Regions from separate parts of the Drosophila melanogaster genome. Here region 2 is linked to region 1. The links are chromatin contacts, called in public HiChIP or PLAC-seq maps. All regions are on one chromosome and are shown on one strand. The core of a region is the stretch at or near the end of the contact, and the rest is flanking DNA. Distances in the headings are between cores, read along the strand shown. Region 1 holds the start of lncRNA:CR45693 (long non-coding RNA:CR45693). Region 2 holds the start of mol (moladietz).

Region 1 (3,880 bases), core at 954-3,453:
CAGGGCAACCAGCCTGGGGAGCGGTTGGTAGGTAGATAGTCCAGATGGAAACGAGAACGAGAACGGGGCTGGCATGTAAATTCGAAATGCAAACAGCGCATCCTTGCCATTCAATCACTCAGCCAGACGACAGCAGCAGCTCCCTTGATGGATGACAATCAATCTCAAGTGTCAGGCAAATATCAGTTTGTTTTCATTGAAGCGCACCACGGAATCGTGCAACGTGGTTGCCTGAAGTCTCCTGCCCCGTCTGCCTCGTCTGCCCCGGCTCCCTTCTTTTCCTTCCACTCGAGTGCGAGTGAGTGACAACAGTCGAAATGAGTGAATGATTGAATGGCTGATGGATCGATGACTCGACTGACTGACGGATAAACGGAGAATTGCTTGTCTTTTCCTGTGGCCAGGATGGCAAAATCTATACAAGACTGACCGCAAGCATGGAGATCACGAGAAATGGTGACAACGAAGTAAAGACCCAAGTTTGGTAATATTATAATTTCTAAAATTAGATAAAGTTTGTATTAGAATCATTACTTGTAGTACGAGTTTAAAATTTGATATATTCCCCCCAAGACCGATGCTAGTTTCAGTGAAATCGATCCCAGCTGAGCACAAAGACGATGCGTTTCAAAGTGATGTGCTACCTCCATCAGTCGTCCAATCTCATTGAAATTTGATAAACAAAAGGCGTAGACCGCATCATCATCGTCATGAATGATGATCTTCTTGCTCCAGCATCAACGGCAACCCCAACCTCGACGCCAGCCGAATGATGCCCGTTGACAAGTCACGCCAAGAGTGTCGAGTTAGCGAACAGCTGCCACTGGTCGACCCCTCGGATCCCCTCCAGAAAACCCTCTGCCGACGCCCCACTCCTTCTGCTTCTGCAGTGCCATCACATCCACATCCTCCTGTCATTCAGCGCCATTGTCGTTGTCACTTCCATCATTGTCAGCCCTGCCGCTTGATTTTGTCATTGTCATGGCGCGTTTGTTTTGCTTTGAGACGGTAGCCAGCATCGCCAGATCAACATCAATTTATTAGTTTTATTTTCTTCGCGGCATCGGGCATTTATAATCAAGCGTTTTTTGTTCCCTTTCGGTTGCCAGGGATTTTTGTTGTGTCACTTCCGCTGAAGACATTTGTCGTCAGCACGAGCGACAGGTTTGCGTCTCATCACTAATACACAGAGAGAAATACATGAGATAGATAGACCTGAAAGCATCCGATTAACAGTCGATCTAACGCTTTAATACACTAGGTTTAGTATGATATAGTCCATAAAGTTGAACCTTATCACATTACACAACCAATGGGCTAACATCATAAGCTTAAGTTCGGAAGTTTTGTGGAGGTCCGGTATTTGAATCATTTTCATTTCTTCCTGTGTACTCTCCCAAATGAGTTTTCCCTCCTTTTGAAGGAACTACCTGCTGCGTGGCGATGATGACGATGATGGCGACCGATGTCTGATGAGTCTATTATCAAACCCGGGCCGGACGGTTGTGTCAGCGGTTATGGGCTCCGTCTCTTGTTTGAATAATTGGACATTACGCGGCTCGACGTTCCGAAAGGAGCCCTAAATAGCAATTAGGCCGCAGTAATTTGAGCTGAGAAACGGAAGTTGTCATGATAATTGGTATTAGTTTCTATAGGCCGTGGCTGGGTAATTGAAAGAAACGGGAAGCAACTAACAAAATATAGATGGAGACCTGTACTTTGGGGAAATGACTTCGCAGAGTTGTCGGTCCACCATAATGATCGTACTTACTGCGGAACGATCAAATGGCTTGAGCTCTTTCGAATTGGGGGAAATGTATATCTTGCATTAATGGAAAAGTATTTGTTTGAGTACTTTTAATCATGATCTTGCAGTCTTCAATGACAAAAAATAAAACAACAATCCAACAAACTCAAAAACCAACAAGAAACCTAATATAACTTAGTTCTAGTTATTTCTTACAACTTATAAAACCCAATTTCAAAATGGACTGTAATTAATTATTTGCTTAAGCTGAGTGCAAAAGACAACCCTAAATCTTTCCCAAGATCTTTCGCTGATGAATTGCGACTACTTGCCCAGTTCTCTAACTGAGTTGAGTTGAGACAACACCCAACTGCATTGCAGACAGTCGGGCCATCAGTCAGTCAGTCAGCTAGTGAGTCAGTGCGACCGTTCAGACCTCCGGCACGTCCGTCATTCAGTCAGTCAGTTTGTCATGCCTTCAAGGCAGGAGGCAGTTGCTGTTGCTGCGGATACTGTCCTCTCCGTGTACACTGTCAACGGTTGAGTGTGTGCGAAAGCTTTGAATTTATATGCCAGTGTCAGTTGTCAATCACATTTGCAAACTGTCACACATGCGAGCGTTCAAACAGCGGCAAGCTGGCAAACTGAGCGAGTGAGTACAGGATGCGGCACAGCGGCAACATATTAATCTTTGCCAACGAGAAGGATACCCACACGTTCGTGGGGCGTTGCCTCGGAAACAGGAAGAAGAAAGCGGCGAAAAGCGCCAGACGTTGACAGGCATAAGTAATGCAAAAAAATTACTTTATAATGGAGTGCGAAAATGAAAATTGCTGTGGCCAAAAAAAAAAAAAAAAAGAAGAAGAAAACGGAATGAAACGAGGGAGAACCCAAAGAGCTTGACAACCGCAACGTTGCTTTTTCCATGATTGCTACAAGCAATTTGAGGTAAGATAATCATGGGCCACGGACCCACAAAAGATTTCGCACACTCACATTTCATATGCATGGCCATGGATGCGAGCGATGGCAACATGTTGCTGCTGCTGCTGCTGTTGCTGCTGCCGCTGGCGTTGAATGTCGGGAGCAATACTTTGTCGCTGCCCTGACTGCTGACTGTCAACTGTTTTTCAGTGTGCGAGGATTTCAAATGCGATGCGCTGACACCTAGCACACACCAGCAACATCAGCGAGACTGGGCGATTGCAAATGCGACATGGGGCCCCACCCACGTGTCGCCTCCACAGCTGACAGCCTTCTGACAGGTTTTGTTGTTCACGCGAGTAATTCATTTTATGCTGCCGCTGCAAGGAGCAGCAACTCCCCTTTAGCTGCTGCTGTTGCTGTTGCTGCTGCCGCTGCTGTTGCTGCTGCTGCTGTCACCTCGTTGCTTCATTTCACATCACAAAAATGCCAAGCAAAGCGACGCCCGTTGACATGTGAGAGACGACAGCACCGCCAGGACATCCAGAGGGAGGCCCCTGAAACGTCCCTGTGACAAGTGACAGTTAAGTTGATGTTGCTGCTGTTGTTGCTGTTGTTGATGTTGCTGCTGCTGCCGTTGCTGCTCCCCAGCAACGTAATTCATTTTGCATGTGCGTGCAACATTTTCAAGCGTATTTATTACGTAAATTAACAACAAATACAACAAGGATGTTGATGAGGACAACTACAATACAACTACAACTGCAACGACGACAGCAGGATGTTCATGACGTAGCGGAAATAAATTTTGCGTGAACAATACAAAGCGTTACACTGCAAGTTGGCTAAGTTGTAAACGCCCCAAGGAGACACAAGAGACGAACGAGCAGGGCGAGTTTGCGAAATTAATGGCAGGCCAAAGGAGTGACGGGCAGAGTAGCAGGACCAGCCACGCACACATGCTAATGAGCCGTCACAGGCGGGGCTTAGAGGGGGTTCCAGGGGATCGAGCTGCTCCACGCTGACAGGAAGTGACTGTCAGCTGAACGAAAGGAACGCAAGGCCCCGAAGTTGCCCGAGGAGCGCTCAAGTGGCCAAGAAATGGCTGAAGAAACCGTCAAGAACTAAAAGTGGAGAAGGTGAGATGAGCAGAGTTAGCCAAACCATTGAAGGACGTTGCTCTAAGTATTATATTATCTTGTTACTAAG
Region 2 (3,537 bases), core at 29-2,528, 490 kb before region 1:
TCCAAACACAGAATAATACTTTTTTAAATCCAAAGACTAAGTACATCGGCTAAACTCTAGAGAGCCTTACGTATAATGAATTACTGATTTTACAGCAATATTTACATTTTTGTTTATGTATGTTTTTATGGCTAATTTTGCACATCATAAAAGATTCACTACTAAGGCAAAGACAACAAGATCTAGCATACTGCGGCTGAAAAGTGGCTTTGGCGTCGACCAGCCAAATTTGCAACTGTCGAGATTCACAAGTCGGATGGATTGACTGGACATAAACAGAGATCACGGAGGCTAACTTGGTGATTTGGCTTGGCGTTGGTGCGTGGCACGGTAGTCGCTAGTAAAAATTCAATTAGCAAATTAAATATTAATTACCAGACGGGTCTCTATGCTAATTGAATTAGCAATAGTAGCAGCTGGCAAATAACTAAATAAAGGAAAAAGTATTGGGGGTTTTTAAGTTGGAATGCTGCGAAGATGGAGTTTTTGAGGATTCGTTTTAATATTATCCAATATTTGGCACCTATTTTTTCTGACATAATTGTTTAAATTAAAGAATGTTGTATGAAAAGTGGAAATTGCAATTTAAAATTTGAAATTTTGATATTATAACGATTGCATTTTTGATTATACAATGCAATTACGTTTCATTAAGTTTTATTTTGGTTTAATAATAAATGTCTCATTTTAACATACTACCTTATAAATAAATCTTTTGTTTTTATGTCCAGTAATGCATTATACATTAATATTTTAAGTGGGCCTTAATTTATATCAACCAAATTAAAATGTCAGATGATAAAATTACGTTTGAGAGTTTTATTTTGTTTCCTTTTTTGTAACAATGCAAGTTCTAATATTTTCGGAGCACAGCTGTTTATACTAATATTATTTCTCCTCGTGACAGGTGCCAATGCTATTCTCGCCCGGCTGATTAAAGTATATAATTTGCCGCTCGGCTGTGAATTTAGTGTGAGGCCAGGCCCAAGATGAACCAGTTTGCGGTTGGAAAGTGTGGCAGCCTAGAGTCGGACAAGGTCCCTGATCAGGAATAGCCCTGGCGATATAGCCCAAGTTCCCTGTCGGATTTTTTGATATTTTTTATTTTAATAATTTTTTTTTTGATTTTCTGACTTTCCGACATGACTGCTTCATAAATTCACACTCACTTAAGCCTGCAATTAGCGGTCGAGCAAAAAGCTCCCATCGCTTTGGAGCTTTGGCGCTCTGTTGCTCTCTTTTGGGAAGGTTTTGTCTTTTGCTCACCGCTCTCGGCGTTCAGTTGATCGACGGCAAGCTCTCGAAACGGACGCAGATTTTTGTAAGTCGCCGCCGCGCCTGCGCATTTTAAATCAGTTGCAACAAAAAAACAACGAGAGGCAGCGAAGACGAAATCGAATTGTGTTTTTATTTGTTTGCTTTTGTTTTGTCTGTGTGTTATGCCATGCACAAAACCACCGTGTTCGTAAAAGTGGAGAAAAATCAAAAATCGAAAATTCAAGCCGAAATAAGTTTGCCAAAACAAAAAGAAACCGCAAAAGCCGCGTTATAATAACGCAAATAACGGTATTAAGTTTGAAGCTCATCTAGTTATTTATGCTTTGCTCCTCGTGGTTGTCTGCAAAAATAAAACAAAAAAGCTTAAAACAAACAACAGTGTCGAAAAACCTTAACAATTTGCGCGCACATAAAATATAATTAAAGCCAGCAAATTTTTGCCTTAAACATAAAAAAGTTAATCAACTTGGTTGCAATTAAATGTTGCAATTTATTTTTTTGCAACTAAAGTGCGAAATATTCAGTGCAATACAATAACAAAAATAAATAAGTTTCTCTGAAGCAATACAAATAAAAGTTTCTCTGTAGAAATATAAATAAAAAAATACCAAAATCCATATTATCAAAAATTCAATAAGATATGTAAATAAATAGTTTGGTATACTCAAGCAAAAATAGAATGCTGAACAATGGATAATAAATTATTTATTTTTTTGGGTAACAAACTGATTGCCGAGACTTAAAAGACACCGAGAACTAAAAATAAAATATGATAGATCAAACAAAAAAATTCCCAAACATCTAAAGAGGGAGTCCGCCATTCCTCAAACGTATGTGTGATGGGTGTATGTGTGGGTGGGAGCGGGAAAATTGTGTTGGTAATTTCTAATGCACATTTTCCCTTTAGTATTACCCAACACAATGTTTTATTACCCTTACAGGAGTAACAGGAGTAACTAAACCTTTGATATTTCGATATTTATTAAAACATGAAAAAGAAAATTGATTATAACAACTTCCAGCAATTTTAAACCTTTTTTTTGTATTTTCCGCGAAAGCGTACATAAAGAGCGTATTTTTTTTAATACCCCTTCCTTTTACTGTATTTTCCTGCCTGCCCTTTTAGTTGTCGTTGAATTTGTATGACGTGTGTGCATCAGGTTGATTTTTGTGATGCGTTTTGCCTATGTAATTTCCATGTCAGGCGTTGGGATTACTTCATCTCCCGTTTCATTTCCTATATGGCCAGATGATTCAAACCAAACTGACCAGCGCAAAAATGAAAACAAAAACTACTGCTACAAAAAAACTAAAAAAAAAAGTTGCACGAAAAAGCCGGTTGAAGGCAACTCTTACATATTTACACGCACCAGCGCTCATTGAACACACGCCGCCAGCAGCAACAACAAAGCTAGCACGGGAAAAAATTGTTTTAAACAGTTACTAATATTTTTATTAATATATTAGTAAGGATTATATTGATAAATAACAGTACTACAAAAAGTAATATCAAGATATTCATAATATTCATATATGACATAAATCATACAATTCCGAGTAATTATTTTCTCTCACTGCATTACAGCAACAGCAACAAAAGCAATATCAACAGGGCGACACAGAAACCTGTTGTTGTAGCTCTTGGTGCCTCTCTTGCTGTCTCTGTCTCGTCAAAAGACATTTGCAGAGTTTCCAGCTGCGTGTTGATTATGTCAATTTCATGTTTACTTCATTTCCTCAATCCACCGGCAAAGGTGTTAGAGAGAGGGGTATAGTGGGCGGAAAGGGGTGCGCCAGCAATTTCACTTTCGTTGGACTTGAAAATAAAAGCTGCAGTCTCTGTGGCAGTGTGAGCGAGTGCGAGAGAGAGAGAGAGAGAGAGATTATTGGAGCAAGATGGAAGGAGGTTGGAGCTTGGGAAAGAGAGCAAGTGAGAGTGAGAGTGCGCACAGCAAGTGTGCTGCATACGGTACTTGGATGCTGGTGCTGCTGATGCCTCACTTGCTTTGTGGGGCGTTGCTGCACCGTGGGTTATTGCTATTTAATGTTCTTGAGCATAAAATTGTGGATCGTGACTTTGGGCTCAGCAAATAATTCGTTTCACTAATCCGTATTGTTTCATATATAATATATTTTAAAAACCAGGTGACTAGTCACAATAACTAACTAACTGACTAGTTACAATAAAAGTTTTACCCAATTTTTTCAGATATTATGATGAAATCTTAAAAGAAGTGATACCAATTAGAATGGCTAAGC

What was found. HiChIP or PLAC-seq counts read pairs in DNA pulled down with a chosen protein or histone mark.
Region 2: an H3K27ac HiChIP or PLAC-seq map of the Kc167 cell line shows a contact between it and region 1, with 3 times the contacts expected there. The contact joins the promoter of mol here to the promoter of lncRNA:CR45693 in region 1. A contact is called at or near these places in 1 of 107 Hi-C or Micro-C datasets (wing imaginal disc) and 1 of 6 datasets of contacts at active chromatin or transcription factors (the Kc167 cell line).

What each region holds. Positions count from the first base shown.
Region 1 is chr2L:14,510,406-14,514,285 of dm6, reverse strand. lncRNA:CR45693 (long non-coding RNA:CR45693) reads left to right here and starts at 2,203. Exons shown (of 1, transcript NR_124259.1): 1 at 2,203-3,880.
Region 2 is chr2L:14,995,300-14,998,836 of dm6, reverse strand. mol (moladietz) reads left to right here and starts at 1,278. Exons shown (of 6, transcript NM_165094.3): 1 at 1,278-1,321.